2 separate regions of the Zea mays genome follow, and region 1 is linked to region 2. A link is a contact called in public Hi-C data. All regions are on one chromosome and are shown on one strand. The core of a region is the stretch at or near the end of the contact, and the rest is flanking DNA. Distances in the headings are between cores, read along the strand shown. Region 1 holds the start of LOC103631300 (transmembrane 9 superfamily member 7). Region 2 overlaps LOC100272642.

Region 1 (3,506 bases), core at 143-2,642, 320 kb before region 2:
TTGTATGCATAATCAAGCATACAGATAGATAACAAACATGAAAGCACCAGAAACATATTTCCCCAAAAAAATATGTAATTATCGAGACCACCACTGCAAGGTATCCAAAATGCAAATCCTACGCTAATGCCCTCACTGCATCGAAAAACACATGTTACCCGTACCGCCAACGAAAAGGCGGGCGATCAAAGATAGGATGGGGGCATGGCGCGCCGCATCACTTCTTCCCACGCCGAAACACGTAGACACACCAATGTTGACATCCATCCTTCCATACTTCGTATCCCTGAACCCTAAACCACGCGCCTACCCGCTACTCCCCCGCGCATCCCGAAAGCAAGATCTGAGACTGATCATCCAAACACTGCCAGATCCGCGGGCGCCAACAGCCGCGAGGGAAGACCTAGCCTTGGATTCGACCGGGAGTGGAAGCGGAGAAACATGCGGGCGAGAAGCCGGGGAATGAGGTCGATTGATCACCTTCTGGAAGTTATGGGGAGCGACGCCGGGGAGGACGCGAAATAGAGCGCGGCGGCAGCGATTAAGATGAGGAGGTGGCAGGGGCGCGGGCCTCTGTCGTGGGTCGCCATGGTTGGCGTCCCGGAAGCGGATGGGTGGAGAAAGGAGTGTGATGAGCAAGGGAGGCGCTGGCTGGTGAGGAAGTGCGAGTAGTTCAGTAGACGGGACAAGCGGGCCGAGGGAGCTGTGATTATACGAGCACCATTAATCTATGGAATTGGATGATAGTGAGTCACTATATCAAGTTAAAATTTATCGTAATACACTTTAATACACATAAAATTAAAATAACCGAATAATACCTAAAACATATAGAATTAAAATAACCGAATAAGGACTAAAAAATTTGAAATCTCTTCCGTTCCAAAAGTATTTAATTAAGGACAGACTATGTACTCCAGCTGTGGTTGTGGCTTCTACAATATTTTATCTCTACTGATTGCCGAGTATGAACAGCTGCAGCGGCAGTGCCAGCCGAACAGGTTAGTCCGTTTTTGCTAAGAAAAAGCATTTTCTTCTCTTCACGTCAAAGAATTCTCATCAAAACTGAGCCCTCAGATAACAACTTCGCACACATTAGACAGAACTTCTGGTGAGGCAGTAGCACATATTTCGCAGCAGTTTATTGCCCCTTCTTTATTCACCATTCACAAATGTACATACAGCCAGTTGTGTTCGAGCATCCTGGTCCAGAATGCTCTTGCTAACAGTTCTGGAAGGTGAAAGAAAACAAATAACTGAAATTTAACCATAGTCCACAGATGACACAATATCACAAATATTGCCGTGACCGCGAGTCATCTACGAAAAACTTGCGCTCATCAACAGAAAAGAATTGGACCTGACTACACATAAATACAGGGAAAAGGCCATGAAGCCAATCTGTTCAATTTATTCAACACTTGCCAAACTATTGGAACACTGATCAACGATCAGTGATTCAGTGGGAGGCATCTCTGCTATAGTACTGGTCCAAGGTCTTCGCCGGGATACGGTGGAGAAGTTCGCGAGGGAAGATCCGAAGCAATGTCCATGCAAGATCTAGTGACTGGAAGATGTTCCGTGTGTCGTATGCTCCTTGTGTCACAAACTTCCTCTCAAACTTGTCAAGGAACTCTAAGTAAAGCTGAGCAAGAAGTAACAGAACATTAGGTTTTGGACATCTGAAAAAGAACTAACTTAGGGCTTGTTCGGTTACGTCTGCACGCAACCCGAACAAGCCCTTAGGAATTTATTTCACTCGAAACAGACCAGATCCTCAGACGAGAGTGCCTCCTCTCCAACGACTGCCTTCATGGCCTGAACATCCTTTCCAATTGCGTAGTTGGCATAAAGCTGAAAGAGAAAACAGCAGATGTCAATTCATCTTGCACATCATGTCTGAAGGGTAGCAAAGACTATGGACTCCCTTATCAAAAATAACATGGACTCATAGTATGTACCTGATTAGACACATCCGAATGGTCTCTACGTGTCATGCCCTCACCAATAGCACTCTGCAGGAGTTGTTAAGTGGTTCTTACAACTAACCTTCAACATAAATGCTGAAAACATACAGAAAACTTATCTTACCTTCATCAATCGAGATAGAGATGGCAGGACATTGATAGGTGGATAAATCTGAAATAAAATAAAATGTGATCACATCAACACAGATAAGCTATCAAGGTAGTAAAAAATAAACAAATACTTCATATTCTATATCAAATATGAGAAAATAAGAAATGCTAAATTTAGTTATAAATAATTCCAGACCTGCCGCATGTGAAGGTATAACATTAGATAACTCAAGAATAAAAGACAAAGAAAAGCACCTGTCTGTTATGGAGCTGCCTATCAATGTATATCTGTCCCTCAGTAATGTATCCAGTAAGGTCCGGAGTTGGGTGTGTGATATCTGTTTTAGGAGTAGATTACAATATTAGCCATGGTATACTTGCGTTAAATGGCCAACAATTTTTTTCTCCTCGAAAACACAGGAGAGCTGTGTTTTATTATATTAAGAAGCAAACAAGGTCCTGAAATGGGCCGCTACAAATGGGTGGCAATTTACGGCAAAATCGCCAACAAAATGATATAGATGGTAAATAAATCATGAGGCCAACATGCTATAAATGGTCCATTTTGGACGTTTTCTTTTCTGGGATATATCAATGTAACTGTCCAGACGTGTGGTTAGATATAGTTGTGTTATTTATGAGCTTGTTTTTATTTAATATCAACTATATATTGCACCGTTCTATGTACTTGTAGCCAGTTCAATTCAATCCAAAACTATTGAACCGGCAGTTGAATTGGTCCTTGACTTTATTTTTGAAAGGGGTTCTCGACAGTTGAGCCAGTGAAACAGTGGACTACGTCCTTGCTGGTTCAACGACCAATCTGGTCCTAATAACTATGTTTAAATGGAGTGTCTCCAAAATGCTCAGAAGATAAATGTACAAAACCAATAACAATACGTCACATAGTATAATTATATAATAAAAAAAGGCAGACCTAGTGCCGGAGGCTCTAAGTGGGGTCTGGGGAAGGGATAAACATCAACTTTAGTCGCCATCTCCTATATCTGGTTTACTTATAAGCTTTATAGGGTATGCCTTATATACCGCGTTTGGGCAACCCCCTCATTGCATGGATTAGGCTCCCGTGAATCAACTGGCAGCAGTACCCTGCCTAAAACCTGGTGGGAGGTTTGGGAGCAGTTTTAACAGATAAAATGTCCAAAGGCTCCACCATTGGTTGATTCTGCATATGTCCGAATCCAATGCAACAAAGCCTATTGAACGCATAAAAGCCAGATTAAATAACAAAGTCAGTGTTTCTTAAGCAGGTATCAGCCACGACAATCATTGAATTGGGCAACCCCGTAGGTAGTCTGGACCAACTTTTTATGGGGGGGCTAATCCCGAGAACAGGTTGCTCTAACCTCGAGCTCACTCGGTGATAGTCGAAGATAGAGTAGAGTGTCCCTTCATAGTTCATAGCGG
Region 2 (3,369 bases), core at 446-2,945:
AGTAAAGTCGAATTTAATAAGCACAAGGCACTAATACCAATTAAAAGGATCAAGATGCTCAAGGGGAAGAGTGAATTGGGTTTCTCTAAAAATATGCACAAATTAAAACTTATAATCAAGATCAAGTTCAACCCTTATGCATATTTGTGTAAATAAAAGTTTTGCGCCCTTTTCAATCCTATGCTATAATTGCAACGCTAGTAATGTAAATGATTAAAAATAATTGCTCAAATATAAATGTTTAATGTAAAGAAAGGATTAAGAATGTCTCGATATTTTGATAAGATATCAGAGAGTTGACACTCTCCACTAGTCCTTGTTGAAGCACCCACGAAGAAGTGTCGCACCCCCTTGGCCTGTGCAAGGACCAAGTGTTTTCTATGAGCTAGTTCTTCGTCTCTTCAACATGGTAAACCGCTCACAACCGTATACAAACTTAAGTTAGATCACCCACAAGCTCTCTAGATGGTCGTTGCACTCCTGATTGCTATCGAACCATCTAAATGACGCCAATCATCAAGAGTAACAAGCACAAACTTCTCACTTAACCTTATCAAGGCTAATGAGAATAATGGGCACGCACTAGCTACTCTCAATGTGTTAATGAGACTGCTAATCAAGTGATTATCAACTATAGTCTCTCACTAGGCAAAGTCTCTTGCTCACACTCAAATAGGTTTCTTCAGCTGTTAGAATGGCTAGAATGGATGAATTGGGGTGTATTTATAGCCTCTAAGCTACCAACTAGTCATTATAATAACTCTAGGCAAAATTTGTAGTTGTCAGACCACCCGACGACCGGACATTGGACCATTCTCCTAGATCCAACGAGACACAACAGTCATTGTGTCCTTCATGTGTCAAACATAGTTGTTAGAGTATTCCACATACATCGTATGGTTCGACGCGCTTATAGAAAGAAGCTTGGATGAATTGCACCGTATGATCCGACAACCCTAGTCAAACTAGTCTGACGCACGCTAGGACACTCTGTCTAGACTCATTCATAATAGTTCGACGACCATGTTCATAAGGTACGATGATCATGCTCTCTCTATCATTCTATGTGGAGGCGTCAGACCATCTCCATTGATCCGACGACCGTGATTATCAAGGTCCAATGCCTCTAAAACCTCCCAAACACTTTCAGAGTCAAAATCTTTTTGAATGGGGTTTGTTCTAAGCACTTGTTAAGCCTCATCCAGCTAACTATAGTTAAAGACAACTAGTGCAGCAGACTACACTTACTAGATTCACCTATGTCAAGCTACTAGTTCAATCCTCCATTCATACTATAGTGAAAAGAAAAAAAACAAAGTTTTAAAATCTTTGTACACTAATTTACACTTAGAACTAGCCTATCCTTAATCTCGACATCTATCCTTGAAAAGTGAAACGACTTTCATACTGAGTAATATAAAAATCATTGATTGCTTAAACAATCGTTATTATTATTAACCTGACTTAAATTATCTCTACAAAACATACATTAGTTAAAATAATCTTATGTTGTCATTAATAACCAAAACAACAAACAGTCTACCAAAACTTAGAAAGAGTTCTAACTTTCATAATTCACCTCTTAGAAGTTACGATCTTTTTAATCTCGTCCATCTCCCTTTCAAACGTCACGGTCCTTCGCCTCCCACGTCCTCATCGGCGTGCTGAACTCTATGCCAAAGCAGGCTTACTCATCCAGATCCAGCATGGCATTAGCACCGGTTGGCATGGGCGCGGCATGGTGACTGACCTTATACAGTGATGTCCTATATGAAAGCATTGCAAAAGCCTAGTGTACAACGATGTCTACACATAAAAAGTGAAATCATCTTTAACAGCCTGGGCAACGTTCGACGATGAGCCGACGTAGGTTGAACGACCAGGTTGAGTCAAAACAGAAACGAAAAATCTCACCTAGCAAGGCATCACAATACAGACACAACAGAACATCGGGTCCATTTCCTGCATCTTCCCCTCGTCTCTTCTCTTTTTTTTTTAGCCACACCTGTTTTTTCCTGAAAAAAAACAAAAGCAGAATATATTTTGGGACAATTCTATTGCAGCTTCTCTTCTCTGCTATCTCAGAATCATACAGAATGGGGGTACAAGAGGAGAAAAAAATCTCAACACCAAAGAATGAGAGGTGCTACAGAGCGGCTAGAGGGAACACATTTTTGAAGATCTACAGGCAGACGGCAGACGCTGCGGTAGAGAAGTTAAAAGAAGCCAACATGCTTACTACAAAAAGTAGTCTGGTGTCTTGCGCGTCATGTCCGGCTCAATTTGCCTCGGAGCTGGGTCGAATTGGAGGAAGTTCTGATCCATGTTCTCGCCAATTTCGAGGATGGCAGCCATGTTTCCGCATCGGTAGCAGTAGTTAGGCGCGCTGAACACTGTCACAACGTTCTTATCCTGCATCACGCAACCAGCAAAAAAAAAGACTCAAGATTCTATTCCATGTAATAAGCAGTGGTTTGCCAAGGCCTGCGATGGATGGAGAAACGCACAACTCACATAATACTATAATAGGTAAGAGAAAACAGATGTGCTACGAGTCTGCTTGGATTTAGCCTGTATCTAGGCTAGTGCAATGCAGTCAACTTGGGTTTGGTTGCCCAAAGACCTTATCCCTCTAGGTCATGTTCGGTTCTACCCCCAATCCATATAGATTGAGGGGGATTGAGCGGGTTTCAATCCCTAATAAGTCAAAATCTCTCCCAATTCGTATCAATCTCCTCCAATCCATATGGATTGAAAATAACCGAACAAGCACTTACATGGATAAATCATCATTTGTTGCAATGTCATTGTTTCTGAGCAAGATGATGTAACAGAGTGATTCATATATTTTTCATAAATAAACGACAACAAAGCCTTTTAATCCCAAACAAGTTTGGATAGGTTTTGGATAGGTAGAGTTAAACCAAACAAAAGCCATAAGTCAAGGTTCACGCTTAATGTTTGGGTATATTCCATCCTCTTTCCTTTTATTGTCTCTTTCCATATCAACTTCAGCCTTCCTTGCGTCTTATTATCCCACTATGCACTAGTCCTCTAGAGGTCTCAGTTGGACATACCCAAAACATCTCAACCAGTATTGGACAAGCTTTTCTTAAATTTGTGCTACCCTAACCTATCATGTATATCATCGTTTCGAACTCAATACTCCACAAATCCAACACAGCATTCGCATTTTTGCAACACTTATTCTCATAAATGAACACTTCAGCAATCTTCTCTTTCATAGAATAATTTTGTCCTCTGTTAGTGAATAAATTATGCTAGTATGCTTAGAAACAATGCAATCCAACTGCTAAAACTTTAGCGCTACGATGGTGTTTGGTGATGTTAAGTCAGAGTTGGAATGGA

The links. Hi-C and Micro-C count contacts between places; a contact is called where the count stands out from the background.
Region 1: a Hi-C map of ear shows a contact between it and region 2, with 2.4 times the contacts expected there. The contact joins the promoter of LOC103631300 here to the enhancer-like site in region 2. A contact is called at or near these places in 3 of 25 Hi-C or Micro-C datasets (ear, leaf and tassel).

What each region holds. Positions count from the first base shown.
Region 1 is chr6:114,413,896-114,417,401 of Zm-B73-REFERENCE-NAM-5.0, reverse strand. It overlaps LOC103631300 (transmembrane 9 superfamily member 7), which reads right to left and starts at 1,392. Exons shown (of 13, transcript XM_020540054.1): 1 at 1,379-1,392; 2 at 1,183-1,231; 3 at 481-651. The coding sequence starts at 1,392. LOC100282598 (vacuolar ATP synthase subunit B) reads right to left here. Exons shown (of 15, transcript NM_001155506.2): 11 at 2,334-2,416; 12 at 2,092-2,139; 13 at 1,962-2,015; 14 at 1,771-1,854; 15 at 1,124-1,645. The coding sequence ends at 1,460.
Region 2 is chr6:114,098,952-114,102,320 of Zm-B73-REFERENCE-NAM-5.0, reverse strand. It overlaps LOC100272642, which reads right to left. Exons shown (of 7, transcript NM_001352563.1): 6 at 2,240-2,412; 7 at 1,451-2,015. The coding sequence ends at 2,015. Among protein-coding and RNA genes, the nearest start is that of LOC100272642, 17 kb to the right of the region's middle. Within about 2 kb of position 1,695, at least 8 of the 20 cell types and tissues checked have an H3K27ac peak or open chromatin away from gene starts, as enhancers often do. A contact at or near this core is called in ear and leaf, where this site is marked.